3 separate regions of the Mus musculus genome follow, and all the other regions are linked to region 2. The links are chromatin contacts, called in public Hi-C and HiChIP or PLAC-seq maps. All regions are on one chromosome and are shown on one strand. The core of a region is the stretch at or near the end of the contact, and the rest is flanking DNA. Distances in the headings are between cores, read along the strand shown.

Region 1 (4,342 bases), core at 1,047-3,546, 61 kb after region 2:
GGCAGAGGAAGTGTGAAGTCACTCTTCGCTCTGCTGCAGCACATGTGTGAGCCAGGCATCTAAGGCGGCTGACGGAAACTGGAGAACCTCTGCCCTCAGAAGATTACACACGGCGCATGCCGGATTAAATAAGGCCTTCTGATACAGTCAGTTCCCACCTGAAAGTACAGCAGGCTGGAAGCAGAACACTCAGTCTGCATGAAGTGCAGCAGAGTCCTGTCTGGAACTAGAATACCTAGCTATGCCAGGACGAGGGCTCTGGGAATGCTCACTGCTGCTCACTGCTGGCCGTGGCTCCTCCTCAGGTGTGTGTGAGTGGCTAAGTGCCATGTTCTAGCCTTGCAGTTCCTGTAATTCCTTGCCTAGGGGCGCCATTATTTCTGTTCTGTAAAAGCTACCTCTTCATGTGTCAAAAGCAAACATTCTTTTCCCACTTGATTTTCCTGAGGGTGGAAAGGGAGGTGTCGACAATAGCCCCAGGTTCCATCCTGTGGGTGACCTTCCATGTCACCCAGATTTTTATGTGATCAGCTTCTGAACATTGGAGACTCCCTGTCGTTTCCTCAGCTTGGTCTCTTACATGGTTAATAAAACCCTCAATGTTCTTCAAATGCTGTCTCTAATGCATTTGACTGAACCAGCATAATTTTTCTTCAATAAAATAAGTATAGAATTTCACTAAATCTCAATTTTAGGACAGAGGTACACTATGTGTATAGGCATGTAAAAATAAGTGAAATAAAAGTATTTCTATCCAGTCATGAAATCTGATCACAGTTTCCACAGTCTTCTGTTTGGAGAGCGTCCAAAGCCACATTTTACCATTTCTTCTGATGATTGTGCGTATCCTGCAGGTGTCACATGGGGGTTCCCGAGGATGTCCTTGTGACAAACAACCTAGAAATAATGTAGCTGTCTTAACTATGGGAACTTAATTTTTACAAATGGTTTTTTTGTTTGTTTGAAGACTTTGAACTAAGTCTTTGTTTGGGTGCTGAACTTGTAGGTATTGTCCCCACGAAGGATCAAAAGGAGTCTGGTGGGGTCACTGCCATCTGCATCAGCTGTCCCCAGAACCTGTGCTCCATAGCTCATGCCAGCGTCCTTTGATTCTCTGTGTTCAGTTTAGCATCTTCTCAGGGTCAGTTTCTGTGGATAACTTCCAGCACCTCTGCTCTTTTCTCCCCTGAACTTACTGTGTGGCGTGGGGTCATAGGCTGCCATTTCCTGAGGTTGGTCAGGTAAGCAGTGTTTCCCAGGCTGTGTGTAGAGGGAGCCAGACCCAGATGTCCCATCTCCTCCTTTTTAATTAAGATTTCTTTTTCTAATTTGATGTGTGTGTGTGTGTGTGTGTGTGAGAGAGAGAGAGAGAGAGAGAGAGAGAGAGAGAGAGAGCCCTTACTTGTGCAGGGGTCAGAATGCAGCTTGCAGGCTTCAGTTCTCTTCTGCTGCCATGCGAGTCCCAGGGACTGAGCTCAGGTAGTCAGACATGAGAGAAAGTCCTGCCTGCTCAGCCATCCCTCCAGCCTGAAGTGTTTTATTTTTAAAGAAATGATCGTGTGTGGATGTGTGTCTGCATGTGTGTCTGTGCTGAGTGCATTCTAGCAGAGAACATGAGAGCCCCTAGAACTAGAGTTGCAGATGGTTGTGAGCTGCCACGTGGGTGCTAGGCATTGAACTCACATCCTCTGGAAGAGCAGCCAGTGTTCTTAACTGTTGGGCCCGCTCTCCAGCCCAGTTTTGTTAGTTTGTTGTTCTATCCCCAGTTAGCCTGGATTCACTGTGTAGCTCCAGCTGGCCTTGAAAGCAGAGAGCTGCCCACCTAGACTTTATTTTTACTTTTGGTCAAGCCATTAAGGGCTAGGTAAAGAGACTTTGTTTTTTGTTGTTGTTGCTGTTTATTTGTTTGTTTTAATTATAGCTGGGTGTGGCGGCTCACGTCTCTAGTCCTAGGATTCAGGAGGCAGAAGCAGGTGTATCTCTGAGTTTGAGGACACACACATATGGTGAGGATGTGATATGGTGTTGGTGTGAGTGTTCTTCCACTGTGTAGATCTCAGGGTTCAATCTTAGGTTGCTAGATTTTTTTGGCAGATATCTTTCAGCCCACTGAGCACCCCACCCATAGTTCTAAAGACAGGGTCTTATGTAGCTTGGGCTAGCCTCACATGCTAGGCAGCCATTGAGGTCCATTCCCAACCACCTTCCCACTTTGAGGTCACAGAAGGCTTCTGTGTTTGTTGTGGTCGAGAGCGAGGAAGCAGTTTCTCACCCATGGTTAGCCTGGCAGAGACACAGAGGGCTGTAGCTCCAGCTGTGGGTGGGGCTGCCTGTGGGCATGTCCACATCGTCTCAGGACAGCTCCCTTAGGACGCTGCCATTTCTGCAACCTGCCCACCAGCAGTTTCTCTGCACTTCTAACATAGTTCAGGGTTAAAAGTACCACACTGTTTCCATGAAGACCAAAAGTGTCAATATCTCACTAAATAGGTTTGGGGGACTCCCTATGTTTTTTATCACGTGGTCTTTGTTTTGTCTTTACATGTTAAAGCCTAAAAGTCGTTCTGACTTTAGGGCCTTAGAAAACCAGGCTGCTGCCTAGATTGACCTGAAGATGGCACTTGCTAACCCTGGACCCTTAATCTATGGTGTGTGCCCTAGAGACATTTGTCCACGTTCCTCAGAAGAGCTGAGTTAGGATGTTGAGAGCCGACTGTGCATAATACAGAAGCTGGAACACCATTGTGCATGATAAGTAACCATTACCACATCCAGAAGATGAAGTGTATCCCATGGTAAACATGAAATGTGTGTAATGCGAGAGACATGGCAGGAGCTGACAGGAAGAGAAGCATGAGCTGGAGGTGGCTCACACCTGTAATCCACACACCTGTAATCCACACACCTGTAATGCAGCATTTGAGGGCTCAGGGGGGCTCATCTTCAGCTGCACGCTAAGTCAGAGGCTTGGACAGCGAGTTTGTCTCAGTAACACAAACAAGGGGCTGCAGAGGTGGCTGCTCTTGCAGAGACCCTGGTTTGGTTCCCAGCACCTGTATGATAGCTCACAGCTGTTTAGAATTACAGCTTCAGAGGAGCTAGCACTTTCTTCTGGCTTGCTGGGCTCCAGGCATGCCTAGACTAGACATACATGTAGTCAAAACATCCATACACATAAAGCAAACAGAAGTTTTTAAATATGAGTGCAAGTAATAATCGTAAACAGAAAGTTCAGGCGCTGTTTCCATTTGGAAAGAGTACAAGGATGGAGTAGCACACAGGCTCTGACCGAAGGGTGTTCTGCGCATGGGCTTGGAATCTACCTACCACTGCACATGGGCTTGGAATCTACCTGCCACTTACCCTCCCCAAAGCACCATCCTCAGGCCAGCTGACCGCTTGAGAAGAAAGGTGGAGACAGGTCTCTAAGCAGCTATGAGTGGCCAGTGACCACCTTCCTGGCTCTTCAGGTTTATGCTGATATCAGAGCCTGATTGTTGAGCTGAACATTAAAAGTTTAAACCAGAAAGTGAGTCTTGTTTTTTTCCAAGATTTATATACTCTAGACCTCTTATATTTCCACATGAATTTAAAGATTATCATATTAATTTTTGCATTACAAATCACGGTGGATCAGTCCTGGGCCGTGCCATGTACTCCAGCACCGTGCTGCATCCCATGCTCCTCCTTAGGAGGGCACTTGCCTGGTGTGTGGTCAGTTTACTGTAGTGCGCTTTTAAACATTGCTGCTGTGAGCACAGCAACTTGCAAGAAGCTTTCTGATGCAGAGTAAACAGAATAGTATCTTTTTTTGTGAATTGGAAAGTGGAAAAGTTCAGGAATTATGTTCTGAATAGGATTATTAGGTTGACATCCAGCCTCTGAGAGTGTAGCATGCCGCAGATGCTAAGTGTTCTGTGGGCAACACACTCCCCTAATTGGGCTAGAAAGTATGGTCTTTAAATACAGCTTAAATACATTGCCTGTAGAAACACAGTTTCTATACTGTGAGTGCATGTGTGTGTGTGTGCATGTGTGTGCGTGTGTGTGTGTGTGTGTGTGTGTGCACACGCTCATGTGTTTATTTTAGGAAATGAAGCTGAAGAGGGTTGGGGGTGGCACACACCTTTAATCCCAGCACTCGGTAGGCAGAGTATCTTGTTGGGAGGGGAGGGTGGGTGTTAGAAAAAAAAAGCAACCCTGTGGCTCCTGTGGCATATGATCTTCGTGTAATCTATGTCCCTGTGGAGATACTGTTCACACTATTTATAAGTAAAAGTAATTTAATTGTTAGTATTAAGTCATGTGCTAAAACTCAGAAGATAGCATGAGTGAAAGATAC
Region 2 (4,838 bases), core at 2,237-4,736:
ATGTATCTTCAGGAAACGTTAAAGATAGGGGCTGAGTCAAAACTACCAGGTGGAGAAAGACCACGTCAGGACTCTCTTTCCCTTGTACAATTTCAGGCAAGTGTTTGAGAAAGCACAGATGGTATGTGCATGTGTGCACATGTGCACACAAGAATCCTGGGATGAATCCCTTAAAATGAGAACACTTTTGTTTCCTGATTGGCCTACAGAGATGAGAAAAAAAAAAAAAAAAAAAAAGGAAAGGAACTGTGTATGTGGCCCATTTCCAACCTCCTATGTCCCCCATTCCCCACTGCCCTCCATCTCCTCAGCATGATATAGACCTGGGAATGTGCTCTGTCACCCTTAGGCCTCTCTGTGTCTCCTGTGTGAACTGTCCTGACCTGTAGCCCACTTCTTTGATAGTGTGACTCTTCTGTGCAGGAGTCCACTGAGGGACAGGACTGGGCAGGAACGGGACGCAGTGTCACCTCAAAGCTGGGACCCTTCTACCATCATCAGCATCTTTTAGTCAAAAGATGTTGTATTGGACTTGTGGCCACGAATCTCCAGTAAGTTTAGACATCATGATCAGCATTTAAAAAATAAAAATAAAAATAGATAAAAATAAAATTGGGAGCTGAGCTGGCTTAGTGGTGAAGGCACTCGATTCCGATCCTTTTGACTTGAATTTGATTGCCAGGTCTTACATGGTAGAAGAAAAGGATAGACTCTTGTGAATTGTTCTTTAACTTCCACAAGTGTGCCCCACCTCAAATAAAAATAACTAAAAGTATAATAAAAATAAGTAATAGAAGCTACATAGTGAGCGTGAGGCCAGCCTTGGTTACAGAAGACAGAGAGAGAGAGAGAGAGAGAGAGAGAGAGAGAGAGAACTCCAGAGAGACCCAAGCTTGCTAGGGAGCAGTGGAATTTGCCTGTAATCCTAGCATTTGGGAAGGTGAGAATTTCAAGTTTGAGGCTCTCTTGGTCTACATAGTGGAACCCTGTATTAAAATTAATAGCTAGATAGGGCCAGCAAGCTGGCTCAGTAGGTGTGGATGCTTGCTGTGAAGCCGGGCAATCTGAGTTTGATCCCAGTGACCCACAAGGCAGAGGGAGGTAACTGACTTTTGTCCTCTGACCGCCACACTTAATCATGATGTGTGTTCCCATATGCACAGTGTACACACACACACACACACACACACACACACACACTGGATACATAAGTAACTAAAATCATTTAAACATTAACAAGTAGACCAGAATAATCAGAGCACATTACATGTTTGGGATTAAGTATTGATGAATATGTGGGTGTGTATCACATATTCAACAGGTTTGAAAGCTACTTGCTGAGAAGTCTTACTGAAACTATAATTTTGCTGTGTGTCTCTCCTTTGCTAGTATTTAATGTTTTAGTGAGCGAAATGTCAGCTCACTTCAGCACACATCTGCCCTGCAGGGGCAGGTGGCTTCTGCTCCTGGAGCTGTCATTTGAGGCACTGGGAGGGGCCTGATGACACCTGTTCACAGGCCTGAAGCCCCCGACACCATGCGACGAATACTTTTCCTCTTAGCACAACAGATGGGAGCGGCTTTCTGGACAGTTGCATTTCGGTGAGTCATCACGAGACCTGCATGCATCCTAAAATGCAGCAAACTGAGCATGAGAGGCCACATAAATTCCTGAGAGAAATTTCTTTGTCCAGAAACAGTGTCGGCGTGTTGTTCAGCGTTGCCATAGGGAACAGCCAGCTTTGCTTTTGAAATGCCCAGAGCAGAGCCCTCTGATTGGTTCTCCGTACTGCTCATCACTTCTGCCCAGCAACTGGCGCTGCGGTGGCCAGAAACCCGCCCCCAAAGCCCTGGCTCTGATGGGGCAAACTTCTTTATGCTGCCCTCTGTGTTTCCCCAAAACAGGGGGTCTGGAGCTGCTAAATGGGAGAAGAAGGGCTCGGGGTGGGGGAGCAGCAGCTGGTCTCACCCGTAGAGAGCTCCACGCGGCTGGACTCTACCCACTCATTCTGAAGAAGGCTTACTAGTGCTTTGGCAGAGAATAAAAGGAGCCACGCAGCCATAGGAAGCCCCACGCACAGGTCTTTGTACCTTCTGCCTGGTGGCTTATTTGAAAAGAGTCCAAATAGTGCAGCCTAGAGAAGGAAGCCTTTCTGGATTTGGGCAGTTTTCCTTGTGCCGTGAAAGGCGTGTGAGAAAGGTGCCCTGGACAGGGCTGGGGTCGAACAGTAGAGGTCTGAGAACACGGTTAAAGAAGGCAGGGGCACTCTGAGCATTCCGGGCCATTAAAGACACCCACGAGGGGAAAGGGGCTAATAGTGAGCTCCAGGGTCCTCATAGATGGGACTGTCGTTCTAGCACTGTTGCCTTGGGGAACCCTGGATCTGACCTGACTCTGAACTCAGAACTGTGGCCTGTGGCCCAGATGAGGGCGCCACTGGCCTAGCTGAGCCTGGCTAGCAAGGCCTATGTGGGCTCTCGAACAGGCACCTGTTGGGCTACTGCATTCAGAGATGTCCTGTCAGACTATCCAGGCTTCTAGAACATTCCATGAGGTAAGCTGGACAGAAGATGCTGGACTTCCTGCGCAGCCTGGTCACACTGGTCTCCGTTCCAGCCTAGGATCCGACAAACTTTATTGAGAAGGGATGTGTGAGCTTCCAGATGACTTGGAAACAATCATGGCCTCTTTGCTCAAGTGTCTGAACTTTGTAAGGATAGACCCCCATTTGCTCCCATCTTGCCATGGCAGTAGGGACATCTGGTGGGGCCCTGTGACCATGAGACAGCAAGATGAAGCTGCTGGAGAAATGGGTGTCCCTGGCTTAGAGAAGTACCCAGGACAAATTGGCCACCCTGTCCACACAGGGCAGATCCACTTCGGGTGGGTATGTAGGGAGCCGAGGAGGACTCTGCTAAACCCCTAGAGCTGGGTCAGATGGTACCAGACCCGCCTGTGAGCATACGAGGGGCATGTGTGAGGGTGGCATGGCTGTGTGCTAATGTGGACTGTGAGACCTGCCCGCCTGCCTGTGAACTCTGTCGGTGAAGATGTGTGTTCTTGGACAGGAGACACTAGGAACGAACTCTGCACGCGTGTCAATGGGCGCCCGCGAGTGAGTGTCTTCTACAGGTGCAAGGACCTGAGTGCCCGAGTAGGCGAGACTGTTGGGCCGCCCGTCGAGGTGGCAAGGCGAGGAACCTTCCTTGCTTCCCCTCCGCTCGACTGGCTTTTTGACCCGGAAAGACCGGGACGCGGGCGGGGCGCGAGGGCGCGCGCGCGCGCGCGGAGGGGCCAGGGCCCTGAGGGCCTGGGGCGCGCGCCGCCGTTGCTAAGGCCGGCGGCGAGCGCGGGGCCGAGGGTCCCTAGCAACGGGCGCGGGCGCGCGCCAGCCGAAGGGGATGAGGGGGGGGGCGGGGAGGCGCGCGCGGGCGGCGGGGGCGGGCGCGCTGGGGCGCGCGCCCAGGCGGCCCGCGGGGATTTCCAGCGCGCGAGAGGAAGTGCCAGCGCGAGGGTGCGTGAGGCGGCGCGGCCGGCGGCCGCCGCGTGCGCGAGCCGGGTTGCAGCCCAGCAGGGACTTTCCAGCCGGCGGCGGCGGCGGCGGCCGCCGGCCCTTCCCCGCCCCCCGACATGGGGCTGCCCGGGGAGCTGGACGCTGCAGAAGGCGGCGGAGGATGCGCGCGGCGCCCCTGAGCCGGCCGAACGGGCGGGCCTCGGGGTAAGGTCGCGGGCCGGGGGCGGCGGGCGGCGGGGCGGCGGGCGGCTCCATCCCGGCGGCGGCCCCGGGCCCGGCGGGTCCTTCGCTGCCAGGCCCGGCCGCCTCACCGTCTGCGGTGCGGCCCGCCCGCCGCCCCAACTTTGGAAACTTTGTGTGTGCGGCCAGCTCCGGGCCCGAGGCGCCGGCGCTCCGGGCAGACGGGGCAGGCAGGCCTCGAGCCCTGGGTGCCCGCCCCGAGGGGTGCCGAGCCGTCAGCATCTCCGAGGCCCGGGGCTTTGGCGCGGTGCGGAGCGGCGGAGACAGGGTGCCCGCATAGATGAGCGTGCTCGCCCTGGCTGGTGGAGGTGGGTTTTTGAGCCATTATTTAAAAGTTTATACTGAGTCATTGCTCTGCAGATGAATGACTGATTCATAGTCGGAGAGCTGCAGAGAGGCTGGAAGGCAGGCGGTTCTGGGATCCAGCTGGGGCCGAATGCACACCTTCCACCTTCGATTAACACCAAAGGTCAGAGTGGGCTCCCCACGGGCGAGCCATTAAAACGATCCTTGCCGCGGGGCTTGCAGGTTTTGGAGGCGCCAGGCTATGGCTCATGTACGTTTCGCCACGTTTCTACACTGTCATCACCACCGGTTGGGGACCCGGGTATCAGGATTAGACCTTTAGAGAGAATTCTGCGTGGACAATTCTTTACCTTTAATTTAAAACGGCAACAACATGCAAATGGGTGAAGTGTTGTGGACGTGCTCTGAAATCGAAGAAGCATTCAGATTAATGATCGGTTGAAGGAACTGATTTTATTTTCACGGCTTTTGTACTGAGCTTTGACTCAGTTTTGAGAATGAAATAGAAGGGTGTGTGTGTGTGTTACGTACACACATTTGTAAGTATGCTCTTTTTTTGTGGAGTCTTAAAGGGTTTATCGAGTGTTGTATTGTCATCTTAATTTACATTCACAGCATACAACTGAAGAGGAGCCATAATTTTTTTTTTTTTGGTAGCATTTCTGTGACTAGATACACAAGTGAAATCTTTAGAAATGCTGTTTTGTATTGTGTGTAAAATGCTTATATGTAGAAATTGTTCAGGGGAACCCTCAGTCAGCTCTTAAAACCTTCTGG
Region 3 (4,853 bases), core at 1,718-4,217, 37 kb after region 2:
ACAGTCATGCATCCCAAAAGGATGGAGGATGTTCACAGAATGTGCCAGTGGTTGAAGGATGAGAAGAGCCTAGAGTGCTCACACAGCTTCCACACGCTATGATTGTGGTCCCAGGACCACAGCCCTGTCGCAGGTCATTGCTGACCAGGTGTCATTATGTGGTGGGACTGTATTCATTATTCATATCTTGCCTGGAAAAAGAGACACAGAGCAGGAAGATTAAAAAATGTTCTTCCCAGGCAGTGGTGGCACACACCTTTTATCCAAGTACTTGAGAGGCAGATCTCTTGAATTTGCTAGCCTGGTTTGCAGCGTGAGTTCCAGGACAGCTGGTACACAGAGAAAGCCTATCTCAAAAAACTAACAAGAAAAATAAAGCCAGGCAGTGGTGGCACATGCCTTTAATCCCAGCACTTGGGAGGCTGAGGCAGGCAGGTTTCTGAGTTCGAGGCCAGCCTGGTCTACAGAGTGAGTTCCAGGACAGCCAGGGCTACACAGAGAAACCCTGTCTCAAAAAAAAAAACCAAAAAAACCAAAAAAACAAAAAACAAAAACAAAAACAAACAAAACAAAAGAAAGAAAAAGAAAAAATGTTTTAAAAAACTTTCCATAAGGCCAGCATCCTCCCTTCTAGTTAGTGTCAGCAAACCCTGTGGGTATCCATTAAAGCAGGAGCTGGCTGGTTAGCAAATGACCTGTGACAGCCAAGGCCTGGGCTCCACTTGGACTATAACTTAGGGCCCTTGTGCCTCAGTTTTTCTACCTGTGAGGAGAGGATGATACTAGAGGCTACCTCATAGGGAGTCATTGGATTCTGTGAGTGAGACTGATAGTGTCTTCTGTGAATGGCAGCCACAGCGAGGTGCAGTCTACATGGAACTACATGTCACAGCACAGTGTGATGACCCTTTGGGATGACAGAAGGGCCTTGCTGCTGGGCATGGGAAAGGAGCTTCTGAAATTTTCCTGGAGGTGATCTTAGAGCCTGTGGTTAGAGCACAGTTAGGTAGATAGGAGAGGTGAAGAGGGACTGTTTTCATGGTGCCCGCAGGAGTGTGTGGCAGTGGCCAGCATAGCTTAATTTTGCTTATTCATTCACCTATCCTCAACCCACTGCCAGTTCAAGTCATATTGGGCCACAGATACACAGAGGAACACAGTTCATCTGAGCAGCAGCCACTGCAGACAGAAACTCCTTCCAGGGGTCAGAATCACCAAAAGCTAGCAGCCTTCTGGGGGCAGTAGAGAGGATTGTCCTGCTGCTGTTGCCTGTGTTCACACTCTGGCCCTGCCACTTGATCCTCATGAGCCTTGCACAGGTATATGCCTCAGATACCAGAGGCTTTGATACCTTGTCAGCTGTGGGTGCACATAGCTGCTCAGGGGTACTGTGAGTTTACACGAGTGTGGTGGTTTGAATGCAAATGGCCCCCATAGCCTAACAGGGTATGGCACTACTAGGAGGTGTGGCGACATTGGAGTAGGTGTGTCTTTGTTGGAGGAAGGGTGTCACTGGGGCTGGTGGGCTTTGAGGTCTCAGATGCTCAAGCCAGGCCCAGTGTCCCACTCTTCTTCCTGTCAACTGCTGATTGGGATGTAGAACTCTCAGCTATCTCTTCAGCACCATGTCTGTCTGTGTGCCACCATGCTTCTTGCCATGATGACAATGGACTAAACCTCTGAAGTGTAAGCCAGCCCCAGTTAATGTTTTTCTTATAAAAAGAGTTGTCGTGGGCTGGAGAGATGGCTCAGTGGTTAAGGCACCGACTGCTCTTCCAGCGTTCAGTTCCCAGCACCCACACGGTGGCTCACAACCATCTGTAATGGGATCTGATGCCCTCTTCTGATGTGTCTGAAGACAGCTATAGTGTACTCATAAACATAAAATAAATCTTAAAAAAAAATAGAGTTGCTGTAGTCACGCTGTCTCTTCCCAGCAATAGAAACCCTAACGGAACCCAAGGCCTCAGGCCCCAGCAGTACAGTGGACCTCATGAGCTCTTGCTGAGGTCGGTTTTGCTACACAGGGACACGCGGCTGTCTTGACCGTGCGTCCCAGCCAGCCCACTCCTCCAGCTTCACCGTAGATCCTTCCTAGAGGACCTTGTCCTGACCTGTGTTTGGATCTGCGGAGTAGCTCCTGTCCTCTCTGACCACGGCACTTGTCCTCGTGATAACCTGCTCTCCAGTTGCAGTCCTACTGGGTGCCTGTAGCCACTGTCATGGTAAACTGTCACCCGCAGCCCCTTTCCAAGTAATACATAGCGTTCAGCAGATGAGTCAATGAATGAACAAACTACTGCAAAGTGAAAGCCACCTAGGATACCGCTACTGTTGGTGAGGTCTCTTCTGAATCTGATTGCATGGCCAATGGTTTACTATTTCAGGTCCTCTGACCACGTCGTTGTGTTTACTATTCTGGGTGTCCAAGGGAAAGCTACCTGTACAGGAGCTAGGCATGCTTGGTGTGTTGGCTTTTTTTTTTTTTTTTGTACTGAAAGCTGTGAAGCTGTGGTTCATTCTCAGAGCCTCTCAGCAGGGACTTAGAAGCTGACATTTTGATGGCAGATGTGCGCAGTGCTCACAGGCAGCTTGAGTATTAAAGACTGTGTGTCACTATGCACATTTCACCCATTTCAGCATTGTGACCTGTCTCACTCACTTGTACCAGCAATACCCCAGCATAAACCACAAACCAGGCAGCCTTTAGGGAACGGGTCAGAAATCCAGAAATACCTCTAGAAGTTTATAACATTTCTTAAAGATCCAAAAACAAAAAAAACAAAAAACAAAAAAAACAAAAAACAAAACAAAACAAAAAACCCGTTGTGGCTCCAAAGGCAGCTGCCTCTGCTGAGGAGTCTGTCTCCAGCGCCTTTGCTTCCGAGGCTGGTAGCTTTCAGAAAGACTGCAATGCAGCGCTTAGCAAAGCCCTGTTAATATGGAAGCCGCCCGCTCCCCTTCAGGCTGCTGCTGCTGCCGCCTATGAGCTGAAGGAGGAGATGGTGGGTCTAATATGCCCTAGGACCTGCAGTTCTGTGATTCGACGCAGGCAATTCTGTGAATGCCTTGGCTAGCACAGGCTTGTCCTGCAGCAGCTGAGTTTCTGGTGCAGTGGGCTTTCCTCGGAATGTGAAACTGAAGATGCCTTTGCAGTTTGTGCCTCATAATTTGGTTTTCATCTGTGAGTTCAGATGGTGGGTTATACAAAGGTAAGGGGCTTTAACAATCATGAATTTTTATATTTAAAGTATTTATGAATATCCCAAGTCAAAGTAAATAATTGTGATTTGAGTAGATCTCTACTGTATCTAAAATAAAACTTTGTGTTGTATTAATGACAGTTTTGACATTTGAAGGATTGTCTTATTTATCATGGACTATTCATCCTCTAATGAATTACTCACAATGTTCTTTGAAAAGGGGTTGCTTTTACTTTGGCTTTCTAGTAAACAAGCTTGACTCTCAGAAATCTAGGTATGGATTATAATATGTTTGTTTTTTTAAACAATAATTTCATTGATCTGGCGTAGGATATCTCCTTTTTCTGGCGTAAAATATATCACCACCCATATATGATAGATGATAAAGTCTAGTTCCCTGAGTTCTTCTTTTTCCTCAGATGAAAATCCTCAGATGAGCATTTTCTCAAGTGCGGATGGAGCTCTTTGCTCATGTATGGGATGCACTGAGCACTGCCTTCAGCTGCGCCTCTTTGTTTATCTATGAGGGGGGCTAGATTCTAACTCAGATTGGTTTTGCTATAGGTTGGTGACCCCAAAATATATCAAATGCATCATGGTTGGTAATTTTATATGTCCGACACCAAGAAATATGTCAGGGTTACCATGGCAACTGCATGTGTTCTGAAAAGCTTGTGAATGGGCTCTGAACCTTCTGGCATTTTAACTGAGATTTTCCAGCTGAGAGTCTGAATACATGATCAGTGTAAATAAATTCAGCTTTCTGTGGAGAGGACATCCTGTCTCCGGAGTTGACTACCCTGCTCAGTTCTTTCTCTTGTAACATCTACCTTGCCTCTTGGTTCCCAGTCACAGGCTATGTGAAAGCTTGTTTTCAGCCTCAGGTTGGGGAGCCATCTGACCACAGTTACCAATGGACCATGTAGAATGGATCCATTGCCTGATAATCCCCTCACCCCAAACTGTACTTGTAGCTTCATGTCCTACTGTGGTGTGGTGTTCTGGTGGAGCTTGCTGTCCATCTGAAAAACTTCTTTCTAGAAGTTTCCAGCTCCAGAGAGCCTGACTTGCTGTTAGTTTGAAAGCTGTGGTGGTTGGTTTGGGGAAGGAGATCTAGTGAGCAAGCTTATGTGAATTATAATGGAGGACCAATTGGCTTTATGATCAAAGGGTTGTTGGCAGCATTTATAACCAGTTCACTCCCCAAGCTGAGCGTGGTACATACACCTTTGCTCTTAGTACTCGGCACTCAGGAGGCAGAGGCAGCAGATCTCTGGGAGTTCAAGGCCAGCCTGGTCTGTGTGTTGAGTTCCATGCCAGCCATAGCTGGAAAGAACTATCAAACAACAAAAAGCAAAACAAGCAAACAAGCAGTCCTCCTTGTATATTCAGACAACCTTGAAATCCCTTTGGAGACAAGGTCTTGCTTTAAAGCCCTAGTGTGCTTGAGCTCACTATGTTTACCTGTTTGGCCTAGAACTCAGAATTATATGGTATGACTGTTCATTTGAAAGTAAGCTAGTCTTTGAGCCACCCACTAGTGGGTGTATTGCTGTGGCTTACCTCTGGGCCTCATTTGGGATCTTTGTCTGATTCTGTTCTTTAATTTCAGATGAGAAAACCGAGGCCCAAAGAAGCTATGTCCTTGGT

The links. Hi-C and Micro-C count contacts between places; a contact is called where the count stands out from the background. HiChIP or PLAC-seq counts read pairs in DNA pulled down with a chosen protein or histone mark.
Region 1: a contact with region 2 is called in an H3K4me3 HiChIP or PLAC-seq map of the SCID.adh cell line, with 20 read pairs. The contact joins the enhancer-like site here to the promoter of Traf3 in region 2. A contact is called at or near these places in 9 of 39 promoter capture datasets (3T3-L1-derived adipocytes, the HPC-7 cell line, embryonic stem cells and 5 more), 12 of 484 Hi-C or Micro-C datasets (the AML12 cell line, DN3 thymocytes, ECoMG-derived neutrophils and 9 more), 14 of 115 datasets of contacts at active chromatin or transcription factors (the 230-238 cell line, CD4 single positive thymocytes, the SCID.adh cell line and 8 more) and 2 of 9 other capture datasets (adipose tissue and embryonic stem cells).
Region 3: a contact with region 2 is called in a Hi-C map of cerebral cortex, with 1.7 times the contacts expected there. The contact joins the enhancer-like site here to the promoter of Traf3 in region 2. A contact is called at or near these places in 5 of 39 promoter capture datasets (3T3-L1-derived adipocytes, embryonic stem cells, liver and 2 more), 2 of 15 datasets of contacts at CTCF or cohesin (CD8 T cells and the NIH/3T3 cell line), 7 of 484 Hi-C or Micro-C datasets (the AML12 cell line, cerebral cortex, cortical neurons and 3 more), 11 of 115 datasets of contacts at active chromatin or transcription factors (CD8 T cells, the HPC-7 cell line, the SCID.adh cell line and 6 more) and 1 of 9 other capture datasets (liver).

The regions. Positions count from the first base shown.
Region 1 is chr12:111,225,320-111,229,661 of GRCm38.p6, forward strand. All of the region lies in intron 2 of Traf3 (TNF receptor-associated factor 3), which reads left to right. Among named protein-coding and RNA genes, the nearest start is that of 4930595D18Rik, 43 kb to the left of the region's middle. Within about 2 kb of position 2,297, at least 12 of the 459 cell types and tissues checked have an H3K27ac peak or open chromatin away from gene starts, as enhancers often do. A contact at or near this core is called in the SCID.adh cell line and myeloid progenitors, where this site is marked.
Region 2 is chr12:111,162,884-111,167,721 of GRCm38.p6, forward strand. Traf3 (TNF receptor-associated factor 3) reads left to right here and starts at 3,487. Exons shown (of 12, transcript NM_011632.3): 1 at 3,487-3,719. All of the region lies in intron 2 of 4930595D18Rik (RIKEN cDNA 4930595D18 gene), which reads right to left.
Region 3 is chr12:111,200,289-111,205,141 of GRCm38.p6, forward strand. All of the region lies in intron 1 of Traf3 (TNF receptor-associated factor 3), which reads left to right. Among named protein-coding and RNA genes, the nearest start is that of 4930595D18Rik, 18 kb to the left of the region's middle. Within about 2 kb of position 2,968, at least 31 of the 459 cell types and tissues checked have an H3K27ac peak or open chromatin away from gene starts, as enhancers often do. A contact at or near this core is called in cerebral cortex, cortical neurons and forebrain, where this site is marked.